3 separate regions of the Mus musculus genome follow, and regions 2 and 3 are each linked to region 1. A link is a contact called in public Hi-C data. All regions are on one chromosome and are shown on one strand. Each heading gives the region's core, a stretch centred on a gene start, on an enhancer-like site or on the middle of the called end of the contact. The rest is flanking DNA. Distances are from core to core; before and after follow the strand shown. Region 1 overlaps Nsmce2 (NSE2/MMS21 homolog, SMC5-SMC6 complex SUMO ligase). Region 2 has its middle 85 kb from the start of Gm36819. Region 3 has its middle 4.8 kb from the start of Gm19510.

Region 1 (4,828 bases), core at 1,111-3,610:
ATTTAAAGAATTCCAACTAAACAAAAACACTACTCATGTATGTAGTAAAGACACCTAGCAAACACTGCCAGAGCCAAGTGGTGTAGGGTAGCATGCTGAGTCCCTCACGGAATGTGATTAGGAGTTTGGCTTCTGTCATCTTCTTCTAAAAACATAAAATTGCCCTTAACTCATAAGAAAAACATTAAACTCCAACTGAGGGACATTTCACACAAAGTCAAACTTTTTTTTTTTAAGGGAAAAGAAAAAGGTTATACAACTCAAGAAGTGACTAAATGCAATGTGGCAGCCAGGACTGCATCCTGGACAATGTATTGAAAAGGGACACTGGGGCTGGAGAGATGGCTCAGAGGTTAAGAGCACCAACGGCTCTTCCAGAGGTCCTGAGTTCAAATTCCAGCAACCACATGGTGGCTCACAACCATCTGTAATGGAATCTGATGCCCTCTTCTGGTGTGTCTGAAGACAGCTGCAGTGTACTCATACAAATAAAATAAATATAAAAAAAAGAAAAAGGGCCACTGAAAAAATGTTACTAAAACAGAAGTTTAGTCTGCAATAACACACCAATGTTTTATGTAGCTTTGATAAATGTACTATGCACTAAGGTCTGAGCAAGTAAGGGCAGTGGGTAGAGACATTTGGGAACTCTCATTCCAAGTGTTTGTAAGTCTATTATTATTCCAAAATTTAAAAAGGATACTTTCTAAAAGAACAGTCTGCAAAATGGGACAAAAGAGACTGCAAAAAAAAAATCTGTTATTTAGTGTAATTTTGTTTGCATGTAAATAAGACACTGGTTAGAGAGCACCCAGTGACTTAAAACTAAGTACTCAGCAGAATACCAATGAAACACACACACATGTAGCCAGTCTCTGCCCAGGGCCGCCTTTAAAGTGAGGAGCTTAATACAGCAGAGTAGCATGTGTCTGTACTCCAGCCAGGTAGCTGAGAAAGAAGATCACTTGAGCCTACGTAGCTTTGGAGGCTAACCTGGGCAACACAGCAAGACCATAGTTCAAAGTAAACCCTAAACAACAAAGGAAATAACTGTCTCAAACCCAGAATAACCACAAAAAGGCAGTCACTTCAAGTCTTCACATGCAGGAAAAAGCAAGCTCTAAGAGATGAAGCAATCATCTAGGCTAATAGAGAATTTGCATTTTAATTCACGGATGTATTTTTGTACAAAGTCAATTCTGACCCTAAGGCTCTACAGGATCCATCTTTTCAAATGCTCAAATAATTACAGCAAAAACAAAGCAACTGACCAATATGAATATTATGTACCAGCTCTGTAAAGAGCATTTTAGATACATTCCTTAATACTTTACAGCAACTCCAAATACGGCAGGTGTTAGGGAGATGTGGATGGGTGGATGGTTAAGGACCCTACAAGACATTCACTGCTATTTTACATCATCACTACTTATAAAGGAAAATAACCTGAAAGTTAAAGTCACAATGATACTAAAGTGGGCAGCCAGTGCATGATTCTGTAGTTCTGAAAGCCCAACATTACCCCATCCAGACAACCAAAGGATTATGTTCCCTCTGGGGACAGAGGAGGACCCCTCTCTTCATCTCACCTGGCCTCTCCTGCATCTTGGACAAAGTTCATCTCCAAAGAAAAGTGCTGAAGCTTTCACCACTGGTGGTGGCAACAGCCTGGAAAGGCCTCAGCTGAAGTTAATCTTCACCCTGAAGCACTTGCAGCTCCCTGAATGTGTCAGGTTCTAGGGAGCAAGTCATTTCTCACTCATTCTGAACATCTTGGGAGCAAAGGTGCCATGTGCCCTTCTGTCCCAGTCCATCTTTACAAGGATGCTTATGTAAGAGCAAGATCTCACAAGACTAAGATGGCGTCTACTTCCAAAAACTGGACCCCTGAGCCTGAGGTTCCTTAGTTGTGACCTCAACCCTCCTGGGCTCTCCCATATCAGCTCCAGAAACCATGAGGCATGGAGACAGGAAGGTAAACCAGAACAGGCATACTATCTGAGGTATAACAACAAAAGCTGCTGTCTTTGACTTAGGGGTTTCCTACCTCTCAAGCAGCCATGAAGCTTACAGGCAGGTTTGTCAGCTTTCATATCAGGACAAATACTCATCAATCTTTTCCAGTCTGTTTCTAGTACATGAAACAGCTACTCACCTTTAACCTGCAACAGCCCATGTGAAGCCTGTCCTGAAGGCTCTCTCATCTACAATTCCCACCAACTCCAGGGTTCCACATGGTTGCTGGGAAAAGGTTTTCATCACAGCACCTTTAGAGAACTAGTCATCAAATGAGTCCCAGCTCAAAACTCATACTCAGCACACATGAATAGGACTGCTTCAAGCTTGATGCTAAGCTCTATCAGGGGAAGGCATACCACGAAAACAGCAAATCCACACAGCTGGACTCCCGCAAGATCACAACCTTGCATACTTCAATGAACACTATCAAGAAAGTAAAATGCAGCACACAATAGGAAAAATACCAGCAGATCATGTCTTATATCAGACTTTTCTCTAGAATATATAAAGAACTTAGACACTGGATTTAAAAGTGCACAGGATATGAATAGGCACTTCTCCAGAGATTTCTCTAAGAGCCCAAAAGCATATGACATCATTACATAAATGCCAACTGAAACCATGCTGAGATACTAACGTGAGAATGGATGCTGAGCAGCACAATTAATAGTTACATTTGCTGCTGTGCTACACACAGCACCATGTGACCAAAAGCTTATCTGGGCTCTGGTCCCAGAGGATTTGAATCCATCTCGGCTGGGAGGCATGACATCAGGGAGCCACCTGCAAGCATGGTGCCAAGAAGGTGAGAGCTCACATTGCAAGAGAGAAGTAGAGAAAGCAAACTGGAAGCAGGGATAGGCTATAAAATCTGGAAGCCCTGAGACATCCATCCTCCAGCAAGACTGCACCTCCTAAACCTCTCCAAACAGCACCACCTACTGGGGACCAAGTAATGCAAATACCTGAGCCTAGTGAGGGCATTCCTCGTTCAAAGCACAAGCATCCAAGAATAATTTAGTAATATTAACAACCCAGGGTCCACCAACTGGTAGATCTACAAAATGTGGTATAGCTACATACTACATAATGGAGTATTATTAAACTATAAAAATAAATGAAGTGCTAACTGATTAAATGCTGATGGATCTAACAACACAGATGAACCTTGCTTGAAAACAAGAACACTCCAACCACAAAAAACCACATTTTATATAAAATTCACTTCTATATGAAATGTCTGAAACAGGTAACTCCACAGCTATAGAGCCATAGTAGATCAGTGGCTCCTGGAGAGACTGGCGTGCAATGCTAAAGGACGCAGGGTCTGCTTCCTTTCTTTTCCCTTCCTCACTTCCTTTCTTGTTGGTCTCCTCTCCTCTCATCACTATACAGCCCAGGCTGTCCTTGAACTCACAATACTCCTGCCTCAGTCTCTTGAGTAATGAAATTATAAGTATATAATATCACACCTTGCCAGGGGTTGTGGTTTTGAAATGATTGTGGTAACGGTTATGTGTATCCATGAATATAATTTTAAAAACCCCACTACATTATACATTTTACATGGGTAGATAATAAAATGGACAAATTACAAAAACGAAAAGGCTAATGGACTGTTAGATGGCTGGAGGAAAGACTAAAGGAAAAATAGACTGATATGGTGGTTTGAGTAGGAATGGCCCCATACGAAAAGATCTTTACCAGTCCTAATTCACATAGGGGGCTAATATCCAATATATATAAAGAACCCAAGAAGTTGGACTCCAGAAAACCAAATAACCCTTATTAAAAATGGGGTACAGAGCTAAACAAAGAATTCTCAACTGAGGAATACTGAATGGCTAGGAAGCACCTAAAAAAATGTTCAACATCCTTAATCATCAGGGAAATGCAAATCAAAACAACCCTGAGATTCCACCTTATACCAGTCAGAATGGCTAAGATCAAAAACTCAGTTGACAGCAGATGCTGGCGAGCTGGGATTGCAAGCTGGTACAACCACTCTGGAAATCAGTTTGGTGGTTCCTTAGAAAATTGGACATAGTTCTACCAGAAGATCCAGAGATACCACTCCTGGGTATATACCCAGAAGATGCCCCAACTTGTAATAAAGACACATGCTCCACTATGTTCAATGCAGCCTTATTTATAATAGCAAGAAGCTGTCTCCTGATATAGCTGTCTCCTGAGAGACTCTGCCATGCCTGACTAATATAGAAGTGGATGCACACAGTTATCCATTAGATGGAGCACAGGGTCCCCAATGAAGGATCTAGAGAAAGTACTAAAGGAGCTGTAGGGGTTTGCAGCCCCCTTGGAGGAACAACAATATGAACTAACCAGTAACCCCAGAACTCCCTGGGACTAAACCACCAACCAAAGAAAACACACAGAGAGACTCATGGCTCTAACTGCATATGTAGCAGAGGATGGCCTAGTCGGTCATCAATGGAAGAAGAGGCCCTTGGTCCTGTGAAGGTTCTATGCCCCAGTATAGGGGAATGCCTATGCCAGGAAGCAGGAGTGGGTGGGTTGGGGAGCAGGGGAACAGGGGAGAGGAAAGGGGATTTTTGGAGAGGAAATTAGGAAAGGGGATAACATTTGAAATGTAAATAAAGAAAATATCTAATAAAAAAATAATAATAAAGAATGGCCCCATACATGCATGTGTTTGAATGCATGGCCTATAGGGAGTGGCATTATTAGGAGGTGTGGCCTTGAAGTAGGTGTGGTCTTGAAGAAGTTGTGTTGCTGGGGGTGGGGCTGAGGTCTTAGAGGCTCAAGCTAGGTCTAATAGATCAATACA
Region 2 (4,828 bases), core at 634-3,133, 510 kb before region 1:
ACAGCTTAGAGACATGTGTCCTCAGCAACAGTGTGTGGCTAACCCAGAAGACAGAAGCTAGGCTGGTCATTTCACAGTCAACTCGGGTACTAGAGAACTACTAGGTTATTAGAGAGATGCTTCCTGTCCAGGACCTGCTGTGTCTGTCCTCAGAAAAAGTCAGGGCTGATCAGAATGTTCGTCTTTCGTCATGGCTGCCACTTTCTTGGCCTCTGTGTGTATGTGTTTGCTTTGCTTCTCCTGGCTTGCTGCCTCCCTCTCTAGCTCTTCTTTCTCCTTCTTTCTCCTTTCTTCTCTCTTCTTCTTGTCAACTCTGAAATAAATTTCTCCCCCATGGTAGTTTGAATGAAATATATCCCCACCACCAAAAAAAAATGCCTACTAATGCAGTCGAAAGGGACAGGGTCCATCCCAGACTTCTAGTCAAACTTGGCAGAGTCATCCACTTAAAGCTGGCTTTAGGGGCATAAAAAAATGCAAGAGTAAGGAAGTCTGGGATTCTCCCTTCCCATTTTCAGAGAGCCACTATGGCCAGGCAATGTGTGTCAATGCTAGAGTCTCTTAGAGAAGGTCTTAAGAGGGCAAACAACCTGAGAGTATTGCATAAAGGCAGGAAGATGAAGCCAGGGTTACTGTAGAGATCCCCTAAGATGCTGGATATGCTAGAGCCATGAGTCATTTGCCAAGGAAGAACTAGAAACAAGGATTGGAACTAGTCCAAGAGAGAGAGAGAGATGTAAGTGTGTTGCATGCAGCAAAACGCTCTAGATAGAGCCACTGACGGTCTTTGAAACTAAAGTCTCAGTCATGGGACACAGATCTACAAGATTGGGTGTTTCACCTGCTAGGCTTCAGTCTTACTTTGACCCAGCATTTCCTCACCATGCCCCCATTCCCTCCTTTCTAATGGGAACATATATTCTACACCCCTGGGTGACAGAAGTGGGTATTTTGCTTTCTGGTGTCACAGGAGTTGGACTACATATATTTTGCACTATGCTATGGCCATAAGCCTATGGGGACCAGAGATGGAATATGGTGGTCTGAATGAGAAATGATGTCCCATAGGCTCAGGTATCTGAACCACTGGTGGTCATGTTACAGCAAGGTTATGGGACATTTATGGCAAGAAGGCTTGCTGGAGCGAGGATGTCACCAGAGCGTGCCTTGAGATTTCAAAGCCTTGTTTGACTTCCAATTCACTCTTTATTTTCTGTGTGTGACTGAGAGACTGCGATACATCTCTCAGCTTCTTGCTCTGCCTTCCATGCCCCACTACCATTACGGACTTCTGGCCCTCTGGCTCTCTAGGCCAATATAAACTCTTCCTCAAGTTGCTCTTAGTTATAGTGTTTTATTACCACAGCAGGAAGTAACTAATCCATGCCCCCAAAGGGACCTGCCAGGCCTCCCCCCTTCTGCAGCTCTGTCCCGCATGCCTTGAGGCACATGAGCTGACTTCCTGAGTAATCTGGGATTATTGCAATGGAGCACTCTCTGTGTGCCTGGCTCTGCACAGAACCTCCCATTTGTATCTTGCCAGTTAGCCTCATTTAGCCCCTCAAGGAGATATTACTATTTCATTTTAAAGATACAGAAATTAAGCCTCAGAGGGGGCCACTGAGCCAACCCTCACACATCTTATAAAGTGCCAAAATTAAAACTCAGGTCTACACAACCCTAAAGTCTGTCCTCTAGTTAGGAAAAAAAAAAAAACTGACAATAGTCAGCGTATATCCTTTCAACTTGCAGGCCAACCAAAACACAGCTGGTTAAGGATGGGTTATCCTGATGTGACTCAGAAGCCATGTGGTACCACTCCTCACAGCCCAGAGGTGCCTGGTATAGCTGAGCACACAGCAAGTCTGTGGTGGCCACCAGCGCCACACTTGCCTGTAGAGGCACAGACAGCTGTGAAGGAGTTAACAGCTCTGGTGGAGAGTGTCTGGATGTGGGCCACCTCTTTTAAATACTAAGCCCCTGGTATCCTTGCTAATGCCATTCTCCCTGCTGCAGGTTTTACTCACAGGAGTAATGAATTAATTAGTGAATATGGGTGAGAAGCTCTTTGAAGTTGTAAAAAAAAAAGCCCACAGTACAGATGCTAAGGAAAGGAACCAAACAGACTAAATGAGATAGCCTGTGGGGGACAGTAGCTCTTGGTGATGGAGCCCACAGCTCTCTGAGGGCAAGTGCAGATAAAACAAAGAGAAAGCTCCTTGCAAGGGAGCCCAGCAGGGTCGAGAATCATGTCTTCAGTGTGTCTGCTATGACTTTTCTGTTGGTCTCTTCTGCTACAAGATTGTTGTATCATCTCAATTTCCATCCGGGGGCTCACAACAACCAAGGCCACATGTGGGGAAGATTTCTTACCACATCAATTATGGCAAAAGTGGTCACCAGGTAAAAGAAGAATTGGGAGGAAGAGAGAGAAAGACAGAGATGGAGAGACAGAGACAGACAGACAAACAGACAGACAAAGAGCAAGCAAGCATACCGTACTACCAGGAAGCTAGTCTTGTAATAACAGCATTAATCCAAATAGGAAGGCAGAATTCTGGTGGCTTCTTTAAGTCGTCCCTCTCAACACTGTTGCACTGGGAATTATGGTTCCAACATTTGCACTTGGAGGGGCACATTCAAATTATGGCAACAGTATATGGATACATTGTATGTAGTACACAATGTTAATTTTAAAAATGTGTTTTAAGACAGGCTTTCATCAGGCAACCCTGGCTGGTCTAGAACACATTGCACAGATCAGGCTGGTCCCAAACTCACAGAAATCCATCTGCCTCTTCCTCTTAAGTGCTGGGATCTTTAAAGGCCTCTGCCACCATGCCCAGCTTTAAAAACTTTACTGGCTTATGTAGTTCACATGGTATGTTTGCTAGATAGCACTGCTGGTTCTAAGCCAGGATCGACACCAGAGTGCCTTTCAGAGCAGTCACAGTCACTGTGTCAATCAAATCATCTTCAGAATTATGCAGAGTGGGTGCTGAAACCGTCTTATGGATGAGACCAAAGGAAATTGCTGTTGTTCTTGTTTGGGATCAGTGGTAGGGATGTGGTCTCAGTATATGGCATGGGATAGCCTGGAATTCATGAGGTAGCCCAAGCTAATCTCAGGGACAATCCTCCTATGTCAGCCTCCTAAACACTAGGATTCCAGGCTGAGCTACCACACCCTCCTAAAGAAATTGATATCTATGAGAAAAATGAAATACCGTACAGGCGGTGGCAATATTAAACAGTCATAATGGAGCCGGACGCTTCATCCTGACCCTGTATGTCTAGAGCTTATGTCCTCTCTGCTATATCTCCTTTGTGGTTTTGAAGACATTGGACCACTATGTGACCTACCGCAGAAGGCGAAACTTGTCATGATAGACAGAAGAGAATGAGTTCCTTTGACATAGCCAAGACCCCAGAGGATAGGGACAGCCTCTGAATGCAGAGTGAGGGGCTGGATGATAAACCAGGGACCAGTGTGAAGGGACCTGGGGAGCAGGCCCCCGAGTGGGAAGCACTCCCCGCTGCAATCATGCATTTCACAAGCCTGATGTCTTATGAGATGTCCCATCCTTGTCAGTGTTAGGAATCTGACAAAGTGACAGTGATTGTTGCTATGGGAGACAGTGTGGGTTTGTGACACAAGAAAAATTCTCTTGCTGTTGCAAAAGTGGATCCAGACTGTCCCAATGGATGTCTTCTGGCGATAGAACTCAACTTCCTCAAAGCTCATGTGAGGACTATTGCCCACAACTGAAGGGCTGGTCCTTCCAGCACGAGCTGGAAGGCCAGACAACGAGTTCAAAGAATAGAAATAGCTCATACAAGCAGGGATTAAAGGAACTTGGGAGCATGAAGGTTGGACCTGAGGCGAAAGTATTGGCCTTTGCAGTCGGGTTTTCACTCTGTAGCGCTGAATAGGATGAAACTGAATTCTAGCCAAGCCAAACACTGCGCCTACAAATCCTTCAGCCACTCCAGTCATGGGCAATTTCTGTATCAGTCATGGTCATGATCGATACCCCCAATACCCTAGAACACTATACATACCCCAGCCTCCCCATTGTGGGCTATACTGAGGCCCGTGGAACTGGACCAGCACACACTAATTGTGGAACTTGAAGAGAATTGGTGAAACCTGTGCCTCAGAAGGATGCTGGGAAGGATCTGAGGGCAAAGAAGACTGTGGGACTCACAAAGGATCCCTCAACCAAAATTTCTCTGTGCTATCACCAGAGGCCAACTATAGGGCCAATTGAAATAGCATAAAGGTCTCAACAGCACCACCTTCTGTCAATAAGGAAAACTACAAGCAGCCAAATTTGAAATCAACATAAGATGTGAGGCCTTCAAAGATCACTGACTGGGTCAAGGCCTTGAGGGGAAATGAGGCTTACAAAAGACAAAACAGAGTGTTGAGAACTGGGTGGAGAAGAGACAGGAGCCTGAGATTCCAAGCTTGCCTCTGCAGGTGTTCTATTTAAGGCTAAGACAGCAACTGTGTCCTGATTTTTAGAAAGGAAAGTGAAGGAGGAGAGGAAAGGGGAAGGGGAAAGGGCACTGCAAATTGCTCATCACTACCAGTGACAGAGGCCTTGCCACTGCCACTTCCAAAGGCAAGCATGGAGTTATTCATGTCTCCTGGTGTTTTCAACCATTCCTAAGTAACAACAGTTGGCTGTTGGGACTGTTTAAGGTCAAACAGAATGTCATCTTTCCTTCTTTACGTCCAGGACAGAATTCCACAGTGGCCACCTGCATAAACCTAGGCCTGGCAATTTGCTTAGGGGAAAAAAATGCAGGTCGCCTCCCCTAC
Region 3 (4,828 bases), core at 1,233-3,732, 400 kb before region 1:
TCTTATAGAACCAAGACTACCAGCCCTGAGATGGTCCCACCCACAAGGGGCCTTTCCCCCTTGATCACTAATTGAGAAAATGCCTTACAGTTGGATCTCATGGAGGCATTTCCTCAACTGAAGCTCCTTTCTCTGTGATAACTCCAGCTGTGTCAAGTTGACACAAAACTAGCCAGTACAATTGACCCCTTGTCAACTTGACACACAAAAACATCACTAGTAAGCCTCAACCCTTACAATCTTATTCATCCCCATTCTAAATAACTTTAAAAGTCCCACAGTCTTTACATATGCTTAAAATTTCAATCTCTTTAAAATATCCATCTCTTTTAAAATCCAAAGTCTTTTTACAATTAAAAGTCTCTTAACTGTGGGCTCCACTAAAACAGTTTCTTTCTTCAAGAGGGAAAATATCAGGGCACAGTCACAATCAAAAGCAAAAGTCAATCTCCAACTGTCCAATGTCTGGGATCCAACTCACGATCTTCTGGGCTCCTCCAAGGGCTTGGGTCACTTCTCCAGCCAGGCCCTTTGTAGCACACGAGTCATCCTCTAGGCTCCAGATGCCTGTACTCCACTGCTGCTGCTGCTCTTGGTGGTCATCTCATGGTACTGGCATCTCCAAAACACTGCATGACCCCTTCAGTCCTGGGCCATCAATTGCAACTGAGGCTGCACTTTCACCAATGGCCTTCCATGGCCTCTCACTGTGCCAAGCCTCAGCTGCTCTGCTCAACTCCTTCATGCCTTCAAAACCAGTACCACCTGGGTGACCCTTACACATTACCAAGTCCAGCCACAGCACAAGGTACAACTTTGGCTATATCTGGAACACAGCCACTGTGCTTTCAGAAAATACTTCCCAGAAGATGTCACCTCAATGATGCTGGTCTCTTCTTAATCACCGCTAATTTCTTAGCTCCAGCTAACCAGCATCAATAGTCCCAGTAATGCAAAGTTTTTGCTTTAGTAGTTCTGGTATCTTGTTAATCACAGCTGATTCTTCAGCCCCAGCTAACCAGAACTACAGAATCTTCACAATCAAAACAGGAATGGCCCTGAAAAGAGTCTTTAATTTTCCCTCTGAAATTTCACACACCAGAGCTCCAACTTCTGCAGTGTTCTCAACATTATCTTCCAAGCTCCTACACAACATCCGACAGAGGTCTTAACAATGGATGGATCTTCAAGCCCAAAGTTCCAAAGTCCTTCCACAGTCCTCCCCAAAACATGGTCAGGTTGTCACAGGAATACCCCACTCCACTGGTACCAATTTGTCTTAGTAGTCAGGGTTTCTATTCCTGCACAAACATCATGACCAAGAAACAAGTTGGGGAGGAAAGGGTTTATTCGGCTTACACTTCCATACTGCTGTTCATCACCAAGGAAGCCAGGACTGGAACTCAAGCAGGTCAGGAAGCAGGAGCTGATGCAGAGGCCATGGAGGGATGTTCTTTACTGGCTTGCCTCACCTGGCTTGCTCAGCCTGCTTTCTTATAGAACCAAGACTACCAGCCCTGAGATGGTCCCACCCACAAGGGGCCTTTCCCCCTTGATCACTAATTGAGAAAATGCCTTACAGTTGGATCTCATGGAGGCATTTCCTCAACTGAAGCTCCTTTCTCTGTGATAACTCCAGCTGTGTCAAGTTGACACAAAACTAGCCAGTACACCTACCTAGTCTTCACAGCACCCCTACAAGGCAAGAGCTGTGATCATTGCTACTTTTGCAACAGAGAGTGTTGACATCCCAGAAAACTGAGTGACCTGCCTATGGTTCCCCCTACTAGCCTAGGATATCACTGGCCCAGCACACTGACTGATAAATTGTATTCTTTCTGAGGTTCCCGAACCCAGCCTACGTGTGTGGTGGCCTGTCTGATGCAGCTCCAGGCCTGGTCTTCGACATCATAGTAAGTGCCTCTGAGCATTTTCACATGTACACACCTCCTCTTGGGTACTCTTTCCTCCAGTGTCTGATTGCAGTGCCCGAGAAAACCCTGTGTTTCTCTGCATCGTGTGTGTGTGTGTGTGTGTGTGTGTGTGTGTGTGTGTGTGTGTATGTGTGTGTGTGTGTGTGAGAGAGAGAGAGAGAGAGAGACAGAGAGACAGAGAGACAGAGAGACAGAGAGAGAGAGAGAGAGAGAGACAGAGAGAGAGAGAGAGAGACAGAGACAGAGACAGATTCAGAGACAGAGAGAGAGGTATGGGATACATGTTACAGGGGTGGGCATATACACCACAGTGTGTGAGTGTGCATGCTTGTGTAGGCATACACAGAAGCCAGACAAGGACATGAAGTACTTTTCTATATTGTTCTCTGCTTTAGTCCCTGTGGTTGCAGGCACACATACCCATTCCTGGATTTTTATAAGGATTTGTGGGATTTGAACTCAGGACCTCACACTTGTTATGCACAGGTCGGCCCCAAGGCTGAGCCTTTGAAGCAAGCCTCTATGACATCATCCTGGACCATGGACTCTCACCTCTCTTGCTGTCTCATGTGAATGTTTCATTACTGAGTGACTCATAGGTACTTAGCTCACAGTGTACTTGTCTCTCCATGGGATTAGAAGCTCCCTAAGGGCAAGGCTTACCCATCTAGCCTATGACAGCCCTGTAGGCCCATGCCCAGTGTCACCTACACCCAGTCCCTCTCTAGCCAGAAATCCCTTCCTGTTTGGCTAGACTGACCCCATGGAGATGGGAGTGCCATGACCGGGGGGCACAGTGAATGAGATGACCCCTTCCAATAGCTTGCTAGAGCTGAAGAAGCAGATGTTGTACCAGGATGACTCAGGCAACCAAGATCTATGTTCTTGTAATTCTGGAGGCTGAAGTCCAAGAGCAGAGTGTAAGCAGGCTTGCTTTGACTCTCCTGGGCTGCCTCATGGCTGGCTCCTTCCTGTGTTCTTCTATAGGAAGTCTGGATTCAAGTTCCCTCTTTTGATGAAGAGCCCAGTTCTTGGATTAATATACCTCCCCAAGAGTCTCAGTAAGCATTACGACCCCAATGATATCAGTAAACATTACATAGTTCTTTAAGGGGCCTGTTCCCCAGTACAGGGACATTCTGAAGCCACAAGGATTCTTACTTCAATATATAATTTGAAATTCGTTAATTCAGCCTACAGTACATCTCAGCTTCCCTCTTTACTTCTGTTCCCATTGTCACCCACACACGAAATTAGACTCATTAAAGAGCAGGTTGGGAATATCCAAAATGCCAAGTCCAAGTGTCCAATGGCTGGTCCCAGGGTCCCCAGAAAGAGCCTGCAGCAAATACTGTCTGCTTTGATAATATTCTATGTGTCCACACTCATCACTGTCACCCAAGGCTGACCAGGAGAATGCTGAAAGGCACAGGATACAAGTGTTTTAAGGAAGCCATGTCCTTCACTGGCCAAGGAGGCCAGGCCAGTTCTCAGGCTTCACCAGAAGGCAGGCCTCTGGAGTTGCTTAGCAACTTCCATGCCAGATGTTCCTAGCCACCCACAGAGCTTCTGAAAGCTTCTCTTCATGCAGCCTTGGCACTTCCAGGAAAGGGAGGAAAATACCAAACAACTGATTGTCTTCTTCTAGTCACAAATTTGATAAAGGAAGAAACTATCCCTCTACTACCAGGACCCAGGGACTGGTCCCCACCCCAACCCCACAGCTTCTCTCCCTCTGCACAGTACAATTGAAATCCACCTCAAGACTATCCACTATGAGAACATGAAGTCCTTCCACAGCTCACCACATCTGCAAAATCAAGGTCACCCTCCATCCACATCGAGGTGATCAAAACCCTCTGCCTATGTCCCAGATTTAGGTCCCTGTGGCAAACCAGATGATTTAGGTTCAAATCCTATCTGTGAAATGTTCTAGCCATGTGACTTTGGAGAGTTTAACTAGCTTCCACATAAGTTAGGGTTTGGGTGAAAAATGCCCCGCCACCCCCCCACCCCCCACGAACATGTGTTTAAACAATTGGTTCTTAATTGGTAGCTCTGTTAGAAGAAGGTATGGAACTTTGGGGAGGTGGAGACCAGCTGGAGGAAATATGCCTCTGTTTATAGTCTGGCTCCACTTCCTGTCCTATATCTGTTCGCTGGTACCCAGAGATGTGAGTAAACACCATGGGAATTCTCCCCCCACCGTGACTTCCCCACCGTAAGGAATCCTCCAACTCTTATGTTACGTCTTATGAGGTAATTGCTCATAGCGACAAGAAAAGTTAGTAATATGTCATGTTCCAGTGTTATAACCCATAAAATATTAACCACAACAGTATTTTCTTTATAGCATTGTAACACAGATCAAATCCGTTGATGTGTGTGACGCATACAGAATAGTCTCTAGACTATATTACACTGCATGTAGACCTTGGTTAACTTAATCACACAGAGGCCCCATCCTTCAGCACATCCCACAGGAGGTGACAAGCTTTCCGAAGGATCCACAGGGACAAGGCATCATTCCTGTCAGAAACAGGCTTGCAGACCCAGGCCTTGAAGGGCAAGGAGGCACTTCCCATTGAAGTGGGTGTGGCGGTGCAGGAATCAGTCATGGGCACAGGATGATTGGAGGTTGGAAGAGTGTGATGTGTCTGGGCCGGTCCAGATGAATGTTGCTGGAACCGGAAGTGGGAAGTGGGCCCCTACCCCTGCTTTCAGCAAACAGAGAGTCAGTGGTGGGTCCCAAATGCAAGGGGAGGTCAGAGAACTTACATAGATAACAAAAGAAAGAAGGAGATACTGATCCTGGGCTCTAGGCAGTCCCTGCTGAGCTTGGGATGTGGGAGTGCCTTCCGGAGAGGAGGAGTTCAATGGGATGAGGAAGGCCT

What was found. Hi-C and Micro-C count contacts between places; a contact is called where the count stands out from the background.
Region 2: a contact with region 1 is called in a Hi-C map of the N1E-115 cell line, with 10 times the contacts expected there. The contact joins two enhancer-like sites. A contact is called at or near these places in 2 of 15 datasets of contacts at CTCF or cohesin (the NIH/3T3 cell line and large pre-B cells), 2 of 484 Hi-C or Micro-C datasets (the N1E-115 cell line and nephron progenitors) and 2 of 115 datasets of contacts at active chromatin or transcription factors (T-cell acute lymphoblastic leukemia and trophoblast stem cells).
Region 3: a Hi-C map of bone marrow-derived macrophages shows a contact between it and region 1, with 21 read pairs. The contact joins two enhancer-like sites. A contact is called at or near these places in 3 of 15 datasets of contacts at CTCF or cohesin (CD8 T cells, the NIH/3T3 cell line and large pre-B cells), 5 of 484 Hi-C or Micro-C datasets (bone marrow-derived dendritic cells, bone marrow-derived macrophages, embryonic fibroblasts and 1 more) and 16 of 115 datasets of contacts at active chromatin or transcription factors (the NIH/3T3 cell line, T-cell acute lymphoblastic leukemia, Th17 cells and 13 more).

Annotation. Positions count from the first base shown.
Region 1 is chr15:59,395,518-59,400,345 of GRCm38.p6, reverse strand. All of the region lies in intron 2 of Nsmce2 (NSE2/MMS21 homolog, SMC5-SMC6 complex SUMO ligase), which reads right to left. Among named protein-coding and RNA genes, the nearest start is that of Nsmce2, 24 kb to the right of the region's middle. Within about 2 kb of position 2,360, at least 47 of the 459 cell types and tissues checked have an H3K27ac peak or open chromatin away from gene starts, as enhancers often do. A contact at or near this core is called in the N1E-115 cell line, Th17 cells, bone marrow-derived macrophages and 1 more, where this site is marked.
Region 2 is chr15:59,905,521-59,910,348 of GRCm38.p6, reverse strand. No RefSeq gene overlaps it. Among named protein-coding and RNA genes, the nearest start is that of Gm36819, 85 kb to the right of the region's middle. Within about 2 kb of position 1,883, at least 4 of the 459 cell types and tissues checked have an H3K27ac peak or open chromatin away from gene starts, as enhancers often do. A contact at or near this core is called in the N1E-115 cell line, where this site is marked.
Region 3 is chr15:59,797,330-59,802,157 of GRCm38.p6, reverse strand. No RefSeq gene overlaps it. Among named protein-coding and RNA genes, the nearest start is that of Gm19510, 4.8 kb to the right of the region's middle. Within about 2 kb of position 2,482, at least 49 of the 459 cell types and tissues checked have an H3K27ac peak or open chromatin away from gene starts, as enhancers often do. A contact at or near this core is called in Th17 cells, bone marrow-derived macrophages and pancreatic cancer cells, where this site is marked.